Regions from separate parts of the Mus musculus genome. Here region 1 is linked to region 2. Evidence: chromatin contacts called from public promoter capture Hi-C data. All regions are on one chromosome and are shown on one strand. Each heading gives the region's core, a stretch centred on a gene start, on an enhancer-like site or on the middle of the called end of the contact. The rest is flanking DNA. Distances are from core to core; before and after follow the strand shown.

Evidence for each region. Promoter capture Hi-C pulls out the DNA fragments that hold promoters and counts their contacts.
Region 1: a contact with region 2 is called in a promoter capture Hi-C map of stem cell-derived epiblast-like cells, with 6 times the contacts expected there. The contact joins the promoter of Pax6 here to the promoter of Prrg4 in region 2. A contact is called at or near these places in 4 of 39 promoter capture datasets (cranial neural crest, embryonic stem cells, hippocampal neurons and 1 more) and 1 of 9 other capture datasets (liver).

The regions. Positions count from the first base shown.
Region 1 is chr2:105,672,802-105,680,530 of GRCm38.p6, reverse strand. It overlaps Pax6 (paired box 6), which reads right to left and starts at 4,787. Exons shown (of 12, transcript NM_001310144.1): 1 at 4,559-4,787; 2 at 642-721; 3 at 224-284. The coding sequence starts at 233. RefSeq lists a cis regulatory region at 5,173-5,307 and a promoter at 4,726-5,307.
Region 2 is chr2:104,848,265-104,855,757 of GRCm38.p6, reverse strand. Prrg4 (proline rich Gla (G-carboxyglutamic acid) 4 (transmembrane)) reads left to right here and starts at 5,908. Exons shown (of 6, transcript NM_178695.5): 1 at 5,908-6,212; 2 at 6,558-6,682. The coding sequence starts at 6,580.

The sequences.
Region 1 (7,729 bases), core at 3,538-6,037, 830 kb before region 2:
GCCTCTGCCCTTCTAGAACCTAGCAGAGCAAAAAAAGTCTCTCAGCTTTTCCTCGCGGGCTACTTGGCGCTCACTCAGTGTTGCCCGGATAGATCCCAGGCCACCTCCCTCCCTCTCTCCCAGTGGCTTGGACTCCTCAAGACCCAAGACTCAGTACGCTCCCCTAACCCACGGCCCGCACGCCTCCAGCCCAACAGTCCAGAGAAAGACCTGAGACACTTACTGTTCTGCATGCTGGAGCTGGTTGGCAGCCTCCGGATCCCACGGGGCTCGAATACGGGGCTCTGTTAGGAAGAAACTTGGAGTTAATCCTAGGCTTTGCACAGGTAGGCCTGTACTCCTGCTGAGGAAAACCTGGTGCCTGAACTGGAGAATCCCCCTTTTCTTAGAATTGAGCTACTCAACCGCTTGGGGCGATCTAAGGGTCACATAGTCTTGCCCCCATATGCATGCAAAATGTAATTTGTGAGCAGCGAATAAAATAATCCAACATTCACAATTCCCCGAATTTTTTAGTAGTTAACCCTTTCATCGGAAGAAACAGAAACAATGATCGGGTTTTGATTTGTTTTCCCACATGAACTACGGTCTTTAAAAAGTCCTTCAGATTTTGAAGCCCAAAACAGCACCATAAAACTTGCCTGAGAACTGGGATATACGTCCACTTCTAGAATAGAAGATCTCACACATCTGCTCACCGCCCTTGGTTAAAGTCTTCTGCCTAAGACAAAACAGAGAAAGGTGTGTCAAACTGGCCCAGCACATAGTTGGCTGTCTGTCTGCAGTCCACTTAAAGTAAATCTGAGGCTAGATCCTTCTGCCTAGAAACACCAAACCCACCCCAAGCTTCCAGTGGCCTCTCCCACTGAAATTTAAATGCTCAGGAAAAGGCTGTATTGGCTAGGCTTGGGAAAATGGGGAAAATTGAGTTGTGGGTCTCACTTTGCAAAACTACCAAGTACCAGGGAAAGGAGAAGGTTTAAACTAAAACATTAGAGAGGGGAGGAGAGACAGCGCTGGGGAAGGGAGTGTGCAGAGGAAGAAGGGAAGGACCTGGTGGTGCCTTGGGCCTCAGGTTAGGAAGTCTGGGTGAACCTCAGACCAAGCTCCCAACTTTCCTGAGGAGCTAAGCTCTCTGGGCACTCCTTTATACTTAACCACCCCCCCACCCCCCAAAAACGCTTTCCAGTCAGACCCCCACAGTCCATCTCTCAGCTCCTTCCTGACTGAGCAAGTGGTGAGCCTTTTACCCTAGATCTCATTTATTGTAGCTAACTTTGCTTTTGGTGTTTACATCTTCCTCTTTTCCTGTACCGTGACACAAGCTGTCCACCTCGCCTCGCTGTTTTAAAAAGTACAAACGGGAAGGGGGTGTAGACAAAGTCTACAGACACCAAACAATGGCTTTTATTCTGTGGCTCTCCCCAAACCCAGACAGTAAAGCCCAGGCTCTCAACCCAGCTACATCAGGTCCAAGCAAAGAAACCAACAACTCTGCAACTCCCAAAGGAAAAAATGAGGACTCCACTCACTGAAGTACTGACTTGCCACAGCGCCCCTCAAGGCGTCCAGTCCTCCGGGCTTTCCCTCAAAAAGAGGGTTCTTGGGAGTGAGGTGGAGAAAATAGTAAAGTAATTTCTTGTTATAAATATCTGGAGGTAATTGTGTTACTGGTGTGAGTTGTTAGGGGCTGTAAAAAGATACAAGGGCACCGTGGGGAGCTCAATTGGAAAGGGGGAGTTACAATAAAGAGCCCATTCAAGAGGATTGCCCAGGAAAAAGGGGGAGGGTTAAAATAATGAAATAGTCACAGCATCTCATTTAGTTTTATTTTTAAGAAATCATTCCCCCCCCCCGTTTTGTTTTGTTTTAGCTGTGATGATGATTAATTTTGCCACCCTGCAAAGAATTCCAGGGAATAGTTTTCTCTTTAAGGCCTTTTATGATTTAACTTTTAAGTAACTGAGAGGCAACTTAAATCCATAAGACCTAAGTCTAGGATGAGGACTTTCTCAGTGTCTGTTTAATGACTGAACATAGCCAAGGACTAGATACCATCATTGCGGTTAACTCCTACAGTCTCCTTCCTGTCTCTAGGCCAGTTCCTGAATCTATATCATGTCGCGAACAGATACCTCACCTAGAACAAAATGTCCATCATATATATATATATATATATATATATATATATATATATATATGACTCAAGCTGCAAAGGATAGCAGGTGTATGTGGAGGGTGTGTGTATGGAGGGTGTGTGTGTGTGTGTGTGTGTGTGTGTGTGTGTGTGTGTGGAGGGTGTGTGTGTGTGTGTGTGTGGAGAATTCTGTTTGCGACAGAAAACTTCCTAAGCTCTTCTCGAACCACATTTTTTACACAGCCTCATGTCTCCAAGCCGGCTCGGACCTCCGTAATACCATTTTAGAAAATTGTCTAGCTGATCCCCCAAAAGCTAGCTGATTAGTTTCCCAAGCAAGTGGGAAGGTGATAGCACTTCAGGTTCCGGTTTTGCTCGGTTCCCACCCTCCTCTCCTCTAAGAAGCTATCTAATTACCTAAGTAGTCGTTAACACTCAGTGCAGAAAGCACCCTGGGAAGCAGGGCACACCCTGCACCCGGAAGCAGACCTATTCTTAAAGAAGCTAGACCCCTCTGCCTCAGCCCAAACCCCTAGCCTAGGCTAGGTCTTTGTATTGCCTTGGAGGGGGTCATAGTCCTGCATCAGGAATGAAGGAGTATTCAGAAATCTCCAAGGCCACAAGGTCTGAGTCTCCAAGGTCCATTGGACCTCTGTCCTCCTCACTCCCTGACCCAAACCCAAGCCAGAACTCTCACACTATGCTATTGTTTCAATTATTTAAATTTCAAAACCTACTCCCGCATTCCAGAGCTGAAGTGTTCAGAGAAGCTTGGGTTCTCTCTTCCAGATGCCCTTCCTGGAAATTAGCAATTAGGGCGACAAAGTTTACCCTCCAGGGCCAAATGATTACAACTCATCAATTGCCTTCAAACATATGCAAAGATCCCCAGCAGCCCTGCTCCCGGTTAGCGGCAACCTCCTCCCCGTCAGCGGCAACAACTAACTATTCGTGCTCTTGGGTAAACCTGCTAGGCTTTCAAGGATTTTAGCTTGTCAGTTGTTTTTCTGATCCTATCTCCTCAGCCCTTCCCAAGTTCGAGTTTAACATCCAAAATGGCGAGAGAGAGAGAGAGAGAGAGAGAGAGAGAGAGAGAGAGCATTCACTTTGTTTTTAAACTTTTCAGAAAGCTCATTAATGAAAGGCCAGGTTTTTTAGCACTCGAAAAAGAAAGCATTTCCACTTGAAATTCAACTCCATTTCCCTCAATTACACTTGCTAAAATTCGAGGCTATTATGGCTCAGGGAGACTGAGGAGATCTGCCCCGGGAAAGAGGCAACAACTTTCTGAACTTTGAAAAGCCACTTTTCCTCCTGGGGTCTTAGAATCCAAAAGCTCTCGAATTACTCAGACTAATTAGCAGGGAGAGGACGCGATCCGAGGAGAGGGAAAGCCAGTGCTTTCTTGTAGTTTTTTTTTTCCCCCTTTAGGCCACACAAAGAAAAATATCAGTACACTCGAAAAGGGGGAGCAAACCGCCTTTCCAGCTCGAAACTTGTTGAAATGGCAACACGGGGTACAGCTTGGTCAATGGAGACACGGGAAAATACCCACCAAGAGCTGGAGGTGGGAGTCCACAGGACAGGGAACACACCAACTTTCGCAAGATAGAGTTGTGGGAAGCCGGGAGAGCTAGGGCGTTTGTTTCCAAATCTGAGCTCAGCGCTCGGCTGAGGCTGGAGGCGAGGGCCCTGGGGGGTGGATGGAAGCTGGCAGTCCTTGCGATCGGCTCGGAGCTCCCTCGCAGAGCGCATCCGACCGCCTCGGCCTAGTGGCTTCTTTCACCGCCCGCTCTCGCTCTGGGTCCCTCGTGGCCTCCGGCGCACGGCCGTGGTGCCCATCCAGACGGCTCCGGCTGGCGGAGGGCGCGATGACCCTTTGGTGCTCGAGTGCTGCGGGCAGTTCTGTGCCGGGAGAATCTTGCACAAAGCCGGAGCGCGGGCTGGCGGGAGGCGGCGCGGAGAGTCGGCTGGTTGGGCGCTCTTTGCGCGCTGGCTCGGCCCGGGCTGGACAAAAGCATCGCCGGCGGCTGCTCTCCGCGGCCTGGGGCACGGAGGAGCCTCTACGTCCCTTTGCGCTGACCGCGAGCTTTTGGAGGCGCTGAAGCTGAGAGCTGCGGTTTGCGGGGGCGCCCTGCAGCCTAGCTGCTCTCCGAGAGCTCCAGCCGCACTTGCGCTGGTGCAGAGCCAGCCGCCTGCCTGAAGATCCGCGCTGTTGTGGCTCGCGCGGACCGTCGCCCTCCGACGCGGGCTTTCGCTGGAAGTAGAAAGTTTGGGCTCCTGCGTGGAAACTTCTCAGGCCCAACTCTCCCGGCGTAGCAGTGGGGGAGGGGACCGGCGAGAGGGGAGGAAAGAAGAGAGGGAGAGACCTGCCAGGATATTGAAATATAAAGAAATTGAGAAGAAAGAAGCGGGACTCACCTTTAAGAGGCATCCTCTCTTTCGTCGTTGTCAAGGCTCCTGTCAAGAGTTTTGAGGGCTTTTTTTTTTTTTTTTTTTTTTTTTTTGGTTTTTGTTGTTTGGGTCCCCCCCCCCTGTTGTTGCTTAAAGACCACAACGGTTTGAAATGACGGTATTTTAAAGGAGTTGCTCGTGAGAGTTTTCTCCACGGACGCTGCTGGGTTGGTGTGTGAGAGCAATTCTCAGATCCCTGGGAAGAAGACAGAGATTGACAATAAAATGGGCTGTCAGCGGCTGGAGAGTGAGAGATAAAGAGTGTGGGGAAGTGGCTGCAGCCAGCACACCTATGCTGATTGGTGATGGCTCAAGTGTGTTAATGTGTGTGTGCCGGCGCCCGGCCTCGCCTCCACCGCTCCTCACTGGCCCATTAGCGAAGCCTGACCTCTGTCATCATCCTCCAGCAAAACACTTCCTCCTGCGCCTGAACCAGAGCGGGAAATGAGGCCGAGCCACGGTTCGCTTTTCAAACCCACTAATCACTCCGCAACATGCAAATGCACCGCTCGCTCCCACACAAAATATTGCTTTATGCAAAGCAGCGCCGGGGCCTCGCGCCAGCCGATTGGATGCTCCCTCTCCCTGCCTGGTGCAATTGGTCGGTTTGTTTGAATATGAATACACTTGTTTTCGGCTCTGCCGGTGGGTCCCGGCTTCTCTCTCCGGCGCTGGGCCCCCCGCTCCTAGGCTCTGGCGCTCGCCGAGGTCTCCCGCTCCATGCGCTTCGGCGGCCAGCGCTGCGGCCGCGAACTTGATCAGTCTAATGGAGGCCTCTGAGCTGGAAGCATGCTGCCCCCGTAACCCCAAGCTGGGCCAGGGGTTCTCAGTCCGTGGAGGTAGCAAGTTTCACCATCTCTACGAGGTCCTTTCTTGTACAGTGGCCTGCCGCTCCGCCCCATTTCACCCTAACTTCCCACCCCTTGTCCACCTCGGCCTTGGCCCCAGGACACAAAGTACAGCGGTGGCGGCTCTCTAGCCCACCTGACTTTTAGGAACAAGAGAAAAGAGGCGGGAGTGTCCCTGGATCCCAGCAGCCCCCACTCCGGCGATGGTGGCACAACTATGCCTAGGCCCGAAGAGGGCCTCCAGGCCGAGAACTCAGCGAGGCCCGGCGGTCACCCCAGCTCAGGCCTCCCGAGCCTGCCCATTTTCCCCCCACCCCACTCCCGCACCGCTGGCATTTTCTTCTCTTTCTGCTTTCCGAAGCCGCCGTGCTCAGCGGAGCGGACGCACTGCCCCAGCCTGGAGAGGCTCGAGTAAACACGCCACTTACTTTGTGTACAGAGGATTCTTGTGAAAAGCTCTGAAGAGTCCTCACCAAACACTCTCCAACTTCTCCCACGTGCCATTTGTTGACTAAGTGCGGCTGCTTTTCCAAGCCATCGAAAGGAGGGGAAGACAAGAGGGGAGGGGAAGTAGTGGAAGCCTGAGGGTGGGGGTGGGGTTTGACCAATGCTGGGAGAGATTCTGCAAGTGTGTGTCCTCGCCGGCTTTCTTGGTGTGTCAACGTGTGTCGTTGTGAGGAACCGGTTATCTGTGTGTGGTGCTTATGTATCCCCGCCAAGACTCCCTTCTCTTGGGTCAGCTCAGTCCACGGAGGCAATTCCCCTTCAACTGTTGCCAGAAAAACGGCGAGGACAGTAAGTAAATGGCTTTTCCCTCCTGACCACACACCAGAAGTCCATTTGTTGAATGCCGGACATTAGGATACACCTCAGTACACTCCAAAGACGTCCCTTGGAGTCTGCAGTTTAGGTGACAGGGGAGCAGGCAGCCGCCTTGTCCTGAGCTGTCCGGAGCTATCTCGCAGCCTGCGGGCCTTGGAGCCGAGAAGTAGAAGGCCTGAGATCCGGAACACACTCAGAACCCAGCAAAGGGAAGTGGGGTTGGCAAAGATCAGGCAAGGAGGCCGAAAGCCACCATCGAAGCCTTTGATTTTTTTTTTTTTTTTTTTTGACTTAGGGAAAGAACCGAAAGTCAGCGTCCAGCAGTAGTCTGCTCACTCAGTTGATCTCTGGCAGGCTGCGCTGATGAATCCCCATGGGAGTTGGAGCCAGATGGACGCTGCAGGCTGCCTCTGAGCCTGATTTGGACATCCTAGTCTAGCCCTTGCCTGGGGCCCAGCAATAAGGACCCAAGGAGCCTTAGCAGAGTTCCGGGGACAGAAGAGGCCTTCCGTAACCCGAGCCAGAGGTGGGTTAGCACAAACTGCTCATCTCCTCAGCTTGGGAAAGGTGGCTGACTAGCTGGGCTCACTCTGGAGGACCTAAGGCACTGGATCGGAGCTAGAAGGAAACACTGGCCAGAGGCTAAGAAGGTGGTGCCACTGCTGCAGTTGGCGGCCTCCAGTGAAAGATTTCGTAGGACCGGGACTTTCAGAGGTTCCCAGGAAGTCCTGCCTGAAGTCCAAGTTCCAGATCAGAGAAGTCAGCATTCTCCTTTTCTCCCCTTTTACATCTCAAGCAAGCATTAAAGAAGCAAGATGAGGGGGGGGGGTGCCCAGCGACTGTCCCAATTGGAGGCGGCGAATATCATTTTTACAACCTCTCAATTAGCAACCCAGTGGATTAGCACCCTCTTAAGCTTTGCCTAAGAAAGAGGCAGCCATAATCTTGTTGCTATTTCCCCCCAGGGCACTGGCTCTTTCAATCAGCCCCTTCTCCCACCCACAACCCCCATCTCACCTCAGAGAAAAGTTTTAACAAAAAAATCAGAAGAAGCTAGGAGCCTGGCATGAATGCCGCTGACGTCATTGGGTGGGGATGGGGGCTTCGGGTGGGACTGTTGGAAACTGCACAAACAAGAAACAGAAAGGACTTGGCTGCTCTAGTGTGTCAATATTTGGGGAGGGGAGCTGAGGAACAGAAAGAGGCAAAGTTTCTAAAGTTTAAGGAAAGGGATGAGAGCCAGGATCTCTCTCTCTCTCTCTCTCTCTCTCTCTCTCTCTCTCTCTCTCTCCTCTCTCTCTCTCCCTCCCTCCCTTCCTACTCTCTCTCTCTCTCTCTCTCTCTCTCTCTCTCTCTCTCTCTCTCTCTCTGCCTGTCCTTGGTGAATCATCTTTTCTGCCAAGCACCTGCTGTCGGGAAGAGACCTGGAAGGAGGGAGGCTAAAACCAAGGTGCAAGGCACTAGTAAA
Region 2 (7,493 bases), core at 4,659-7,158:
AAAATACTAAAAGCTACTAAAAGCGTCGTGAAGTCAAAATCTCCACGGACAGAGTCAGCAATTCCAATCATCAGCAAATCGGGAGACTTCAATGTTTTCCCTAATTAGGAAGTCTCCTTTTCAAGCCTCCGCTTTTATTTTGATGCTCAAAGTTCTGAGGCCTACTGAGGATAACAGAATGCCAGAGGGAATGGTTTGGGAATCACAGATATGCCAAGTTACTGCTAATGAGACTGAAATGATAATTCTTAAAAAAAAAAAAAAACAAAAAAAACAAAAACAAAAAACTGTCCTTCTAACACCTGTGATATGAAACAAGCCATTTATCTCTTTCCTAATATTTCAGCTTTTGTGAGATGCTAATGTGTGGCTGTACTTATACAATTGCGCACAAGAAGATGCATGTAGGTAACTTTGTTCACTGCCATTCAAATATGTAGACACTAATGTCCATGTAGGTAACCACAAGACTATCCCAAGCCTTCCTATAGCACATTAATGATAAGGATAATGGAATAAAGTAATCAGCAAATGTATTATAACTAGCTGTGATCACAGGCTCAGTGTTCAGCTGTGGTGGTGCATGCTTACAACCCCAGAATTCTGGAGGCAGAAGTTCAAGAGTTAGAGGACAGATAGTAGCCTGGAATGCTTGGCAAAAAAAAAAAAAAAAAAAGATTCTGCATTCAAGGTTGATACAAAGTTCTCTAATCCTGCCTCCGGCTCTAACAGACAAATGCCCTAGGCTAGCTAGTTTTATCAGGAAAGGCTGCCTTAGTCATCCATTCAGCAAATTTTGAGTTTGGAAGAAAATGACTAAACTGTGGGATAAGATTACAAACATTTGACTTTTTTACTTCCAATGTACAAAAAAAAAAAAAAAAAAGGGTAGTTTCAGGTGGCTCAGCCTAAGAAAGTTACACAGATCTTTAGAAAGGGAAAGAATGTAAGCAAAAGGACTGAGATGCACACACATAGCACCCAGGAAGCCCTGGAGTGGACCTCCAACATCAAAACAGACAGGTGGGCGGGCAGGAGGGTAGGCAGGCAGGCGGGCGGGCAGGCAAAAAAGGAGAGAAAAAGATTACAATCATAGAATGTTTATGAAGGCAACTTTGAAGAGATTCAAAGGAATGAAAGGAGAAAGTAAAAGTTAAGATTAGGAGGAGAGAAAAGGAATACACAAAAACACAAAGAAGGGGATATTAAAAATAACCATTTTGAGATTGGAGACATGGTGCAAAGATTAAGAGCACTGACTGGAGCTAGAGGGGTGGCTCATTATTTAAGAGCACTCACTGCTCTTCTGGAGGTCCTGAGTTCAATTCCCAGCAACCACATAGTGGCTCACAACCATCTGTAATGGGATCTGATGGAATTTGTAAAAAAGGAATATTAGAGAAGTCGAACAGCTTTAAAAAAAAAGTATAAATTCTTAATTATGCCAGATATAGTGGTACTTGCCTACAACCCCAGCATTCATCCAGGGAAGGAAAATGACTGTGGCATTCAAGGCTAGTTGAAAATCTTATATCAGAGAGAGAGAGAGAGAGAGAGAGAGAGAGAGAGAGAGAGAGAGAGAGAGAGAGAAAAGAAGAAGAAGAAGAAGAAGAAGAAGAAGAAGAAGAAGAAGAAGAAGAAGAAGAAGAAGAAGAAGAGAAGGAGGAGGAGGAGGAGGAAGAGGAAGAGGAGGAGGAGGAGGGGAGAGAGGAAAGAAAGAAAGGAAGAAAGAAAGAAAGAAAGAAAGAAAGAGAAAAAACAACAAAAATCCCCAAATTACATAAATAAATAAATAAATAAATAAATAAATAAATAAATAAATAAATAAAAAAGTTGTAATTCAAGATTATCCAGACCGGGGAGAATCAAAACTACACTCTGCATCTCAGTATTTGAGATAGTGGAGATAGGATGTTAGGTGAAATAACGCAGGACTAAATAAGAGAGAACATGGGATCCTGTTTGTACATGTCCTGGGAACACTGCCACATGACATGTATTTCCTTTCTCTCAGCATGCTCATGCACATGTGCAAGTGCACACAAATGTGTATGCATGTGTCTTTCCATCAGCAGTAGCATTATCACGCTGTGCAGCCATCTTGCCCAGACTTGCTTCAACCCATGCTCCTCCTGCCTCAGCTTCCAGATTAGCTGAGATTATAGGCGCTTGCTCTGTTCTGTCTTCCTCAATTTACTGGTGCTGAGACTAGAACCCAGTGCCTTTCAAAAGGTAGATCAGTGCTCTACCAGTGAGCTGCACTTCTCACCCATACTATCACATCAAACGGAGTCAGTTATAGGTAGAAATGCACGATTTGTTTCATTTTCGATAGGTGACATATATGGAAAGTATGGCTTTGCAAATGATTCTGCATAAACTGAGCATGAAAAAAAAAAAAGAAAACTCGTTTGGAACGCTATGATTACTTGAGCATGTGTTTACAAAACAAGCCAGAAAAGTTGTGTGGTGAACACCTGTAATACCAGTCCTGAGAGGGTAAGTGGGAGGAACAAAGCTTATGATAAGAAATGAGGGATGGGAAAAGAACTGATGGCAGCTGTAAAAAATGTAAGGTCCATGCGCACAGTGACAAGCTCTATGACAAACTGTGACAAAAGTCCTTATCACAGGGCCCTGGGGAGAGCTCAGAACCACACCATTTCAGGTTTCTAGGTGCCTTGAAAGGACGATAGGACTTTTTTTTATCAGAACATAGCTCTCATCACGGCTCATGAAAGGAAATAGATGACATTTTTCAGGATCCTTGATTTTTATTGAAATATTTTGCTACTTATATGATGGAATTAAATCTAAACTCCATCAAAAGTTTCCCACCAGGGCTCCCGGCAAACATATAAAACCAGTCTTTAACCCCTATGCAATAACTCCGAGAAATACCTTCGCACGGATACACAATTAACATTGAGGAGTAGGAGTCATTTCTTCTCTGCTTACTGATTTTACTGGGATAAATTAAAACAGCAGCCAGTTGCTGTTGAAATGTCAAGGCTAAATGTCACCAAGATGTAAGTTCAGCTCCTCTCCTATTCCAGAACTACAGTCAGCCTTACACGGAAGAGCTTCGTGACCACCACCCAAACACTTCCGTCACAGCCCTTGAGTCCATCCCCAAGCCCACACAGGAGCCAGTTCCCATTTCATTCTTGAATTCACATAGGTAAGTGGGTGGGTGTGTATGTGCTCAAACCCAGAGATGCGTTGACACATCATCCAAGTCCATTAATCTCATTGCTCTATTTTGCCCTTTTTTTCTTATTACCTTTGAAATTAAACAATCCTTTACCCATTGCCCTTCATTGCTTAATAATTCAGAGACAGGACTGGAAAGACTCAGGAACCTGGCTCCTTATGCGTTCACTTTGCCGTGCTTCAATGTCCTTCTGCGTGAAATGAGAATTAGAGCACCTGGTCCAGCTCTACTGATGGCAGAGAAATGCTTTCTGGAAGAGAACTTAAAATACTTTAGGACAAATAAAAGTGTAAGGATGTTGTGATTATAAAAAATAATAATAAAATAAGAAATCAAATGCAGAAGAAAATAAGTAAATAACAGAACAAATCAAGAGTCTGCTACTAACTCTCTCCTTCTCTCTTCCCCTCCCTGCCCCCCCCCCCAACCCCAGAACATCTTTCAGTTCCATAGTGGTCATGTATGTGTCCTGCCAAGTGCTATACCATTTTAGGGCCCATATCAAAAGGGAATGTGTAGCTTGTAAGCCACCGCTGAGAAACAATCTTGTCTTTTCTGACTCCCCTCACCTCACCGCCAGTCTATAAATGCTCATATTTGATGTGAACACAAAGCCTCCTTTGTTTCCGCCCAAATTTCCAGCGATGTGAGTAGGCTCATTCTACCAAGGAATGCTATCAGATTCCCATCTGCTGACTTCACTGCAGGGAGCTTCTCTCACTATGTGCCTCTCCCTAAAACAGTGTGAAGCTGACAGCAAGCACAAGACTTTCTTTCCACAGCTCAAGCCAGACAGAAGCCCAGCACTATGGAAGAAGCAATTAGCGTTTGTCAGCTTCCTTTAAAGACTCCTGTGACTCCTCATAGGGCAGGAAAAAGCCCGACTCTCAGGTGTTGGACAATGAAAACTGGATTAGATTGGGGAGAGGGGCTCAAAGTTAGGTAGGGAGGGAGGTGAGGATAGGTATGGGAGGAATTGGGAAGGAGAGGTGAATATGATCAAAATACATAGTATGAAATTCTCAAAGAATTAATAAAATGCTATTTTTAAAAATAGTGTGGCTGGGTGGTATTGGTGCATGTCTTTAACCCCAGCACTTTGGAGGCAGAGGCAGGCAGATCTCTGAGTTAGAGGCCAGCCTGGTCTGCATAATGAACAGCCAGGGCTAACAGAGAAACCCTATCTTGAACACACACACACACACACACACACACACACACACACACACACTAAATAAAAGTGAGAAGCATTTCTACTTAACAATAAATAGCTGCCACCTAACAAAATGTACTGAATATAATAACCAGGAGAGGCTTTTTCTGCGTACTGGAAAGGAAGTAACGAAATCTGCCCTTGCCCTAGTAGAACTTGACAGTCTACATTGTTAGATACAGATCTCAGAAAGACTCAGTTCTCCCAAAAGCAAAATGGTGTTTATCCCTCTCTTCCCAGGGCTTCCAGCCACAGGTTGTCTAAATGAGGGAGCAGGAGAATGGGTCTCCTGAGAGATACTTCCGATTCCTGTGCTCAACCATAAGGTATTTCTAGCTTCTCCACAGTCTGATCTCCACTGCTTAAGTAAGGTGAAAGAGCAGACTCCATTTTCCAGACCGCTTAAGCCTCTAGGGCGTGGGGCATGGATAGTGTTTGGAAGGAAACAAAAACAACGTCTGCAAAACATATGGAAATTCTTACTTGAATCCATTAATCAGAATAAAATAGATAATAGCCTTTCAGGGAAGAAAACAAATTTGGTGAAAAGTGAATTAACTGGAGACTAGAAAGGAGTGGGAATGCCATTTCACTGTGCTCTGTTTCAACTGTATGAAGTTCCAGGCTACTCTGGCCAAAGAGCAAAATTTAAATAGCGTTCCCAAGAGTAACAGCGCATGCTGTTTGGACATGAAGAGTGTGGTGAGACACTGTTCTCCTATCTTCTCACACCTCGAGCTCTGGGCCTCTTGAATTATTTTTAATTATATCTCTCACACAACATTTTTAAATAGAGAAATTTTCAAAATTTAACTTCATCTCATGACAATTAAGGGTGCTTATGCTCTTGCTGTTTCAAAAAAAAAAAAAGAAAAAAGAAAAAAACTCAACGAAAAGTTCAAGATCTAAGATTATTTGTTCAAGAAGGATGAACTTTTTAGCTGTCTGGGTATATGGGTAGCTACGGCCAAAGATATCTAATAAAAGCAGAAATATTCTGAGAACAAACACAATTTGTCACATTTTGTTTAAATTTACATACCGACACTAACCTAGTAGTATGGAAGATATTAAGCATCACAAGTATTCATCCACTGGAGGCTTATTAGTTAGCAGAGTGATGATATCATCACATGTCAAACAGCTTCTGGAAATTTCCACTGTAAACCCAAGGAGGGAAAGAATGAAAGTAAAAGAGGTGAAACCTTGCATTGTTGTCGTGGAAACAATTTTGACTCGGGGACATATTTGAAAGTATTTTTGTAGACAACCCAGACCTGGTGAAATACATCTGAGAACTTTGTAATTGCTATTAATTGATTTTTGGTCATGTGACAATGCAAATCACTAACAAAGTATATTTTCTCGGATGAATGCTATGTTCTCATCCCTGGACCACCCTGCGAGAACAGCTGACCGAAGGTAACCTCGGGAGGGCGCTCTGATAGGCCGCCAAAGTGTGAGCGTCCGGGTCTCAGTCGAGAAGGGCTGGGGACCGAGAGCGGGAGGTGGAGCGCTGCCAGGTGACCTCCTCGTCCGGTAGCGGTGGGAGTGGCTCCAGCACACAAGCTGGGCCCCGTGCGGCGCACGTTCCCCGAGCGCCCCTGCGCGGATCCTGGGCGCCTCTTTTGCGTCCTGGTGTCGCCTTGGAGCCGCGAAGAGCTAGGCTCCGACTGTCGCCGAGATCCAGAGGCGTCCGCGACTCAGGGCCAGGCCACCTCTCGGGCCAAGCGGATAACTCGGTTCCCGCCCAGGGGCTGCTGGAACATGCGCCCGGGGACACAGGTGCGGCGACCAGCGGCGAGGCGGGGCGGGGAGGAGTGGGAGAGTCATCCAGAGACGATGTCTCGACAGTGGCATTCCAGCACCTAGCTGCCTGTCAGCGTGGGCGAGAGTCGCGTCTGCCTGGGCCAGTGTCCGAACTCTCCTCCGCAGCTTCCCGGGAGTACCTTTTGTTCCCAGGCGCTCCGGAGGTGCCACCTGCCCGGAGCGCCTTGGGTCCCATAGATTAAGAGCGACCCGTGGGGTGCAACAGGTCGTTGTTGACTCAGTTCCGACTAAAACCCAACAGGCTGAGACTTGGCCTGCTTCTTTTCTTTTCTTTTAATGTCGTTGTCACTTTTGTTTTAGTTTGTTTGACAGTTGCTAGACTATGTTTCCACTTCTGATCGTACTCAGCCAGCTGCCCAGACTTACCCTCGCAGTTCCTCATTGTATCAGAAGCCTAAAGGATTCCGAACATGCCCCAGAAGAAGGTAAGCAAGCATGGCTGCCGATTGGGGGAAAACACTTCTGAAACCAGTTGCGGTCTACTGTGTAGATCTCAAGCCAAAGTGTGGTAGGGGGAATTACACGCCCCCGTGAACCACAGTGCAACAGCATATCCTATGTTTTAATTTGTGGCTTTCTTGTTTAGAGTTGTGGGTTTTTAACTATAATATGTACAAACGTATCTCCCTTAGTAAACAGATGTTTAACACCTGGTTTGTGGTTGACTAAATTGAAAGCCTTTTTCGAAGTCCGAAAGTCAGTGAGTTGTCGTTTCCTAGATGAAGCTGTGTGTTAGTTATAAAGAGGAAGGCTGCTTCTTGGAAGACTGACAGGGAGGCCAGACTCTTGTCAGGACTTGTTTGTGCACCGCTGGGAGTCCCCATATAGACAAGTGCTCTACCGCTGAGCCACATCCTGTCCCCTAGTCTGGATTTGTGAGATCCAGAGCAAGGGCTGGAAGGTAGGATGACCCTTCTGGTCATTGTTCCAAACGTTGTGTAGATAAAGGCAGATGCTTGAGAGATTAAGTGTAGTTTGCTGGCCCAGGATTTTCGGTTACAGGTCACAAATTGGTTCCTGCTTCCATTTAAAAAGCCTAACCTGGCAAAATCTGAAGTGAGAAGGAAAAAAAGAAAAAGAAAAAAAAAAGCCCTAGCTCTCCGCTTCCTTCCCCCTACTTAGTCACTGGCTTTTGCCACAAGCACCAGCACCTTGGGGTTACTCAACTCACACATTCCTGTCCTTTATTATCCCTTATCCCCTTTATCAGATCCAGTTCTCAGTAGGATCTGCCAT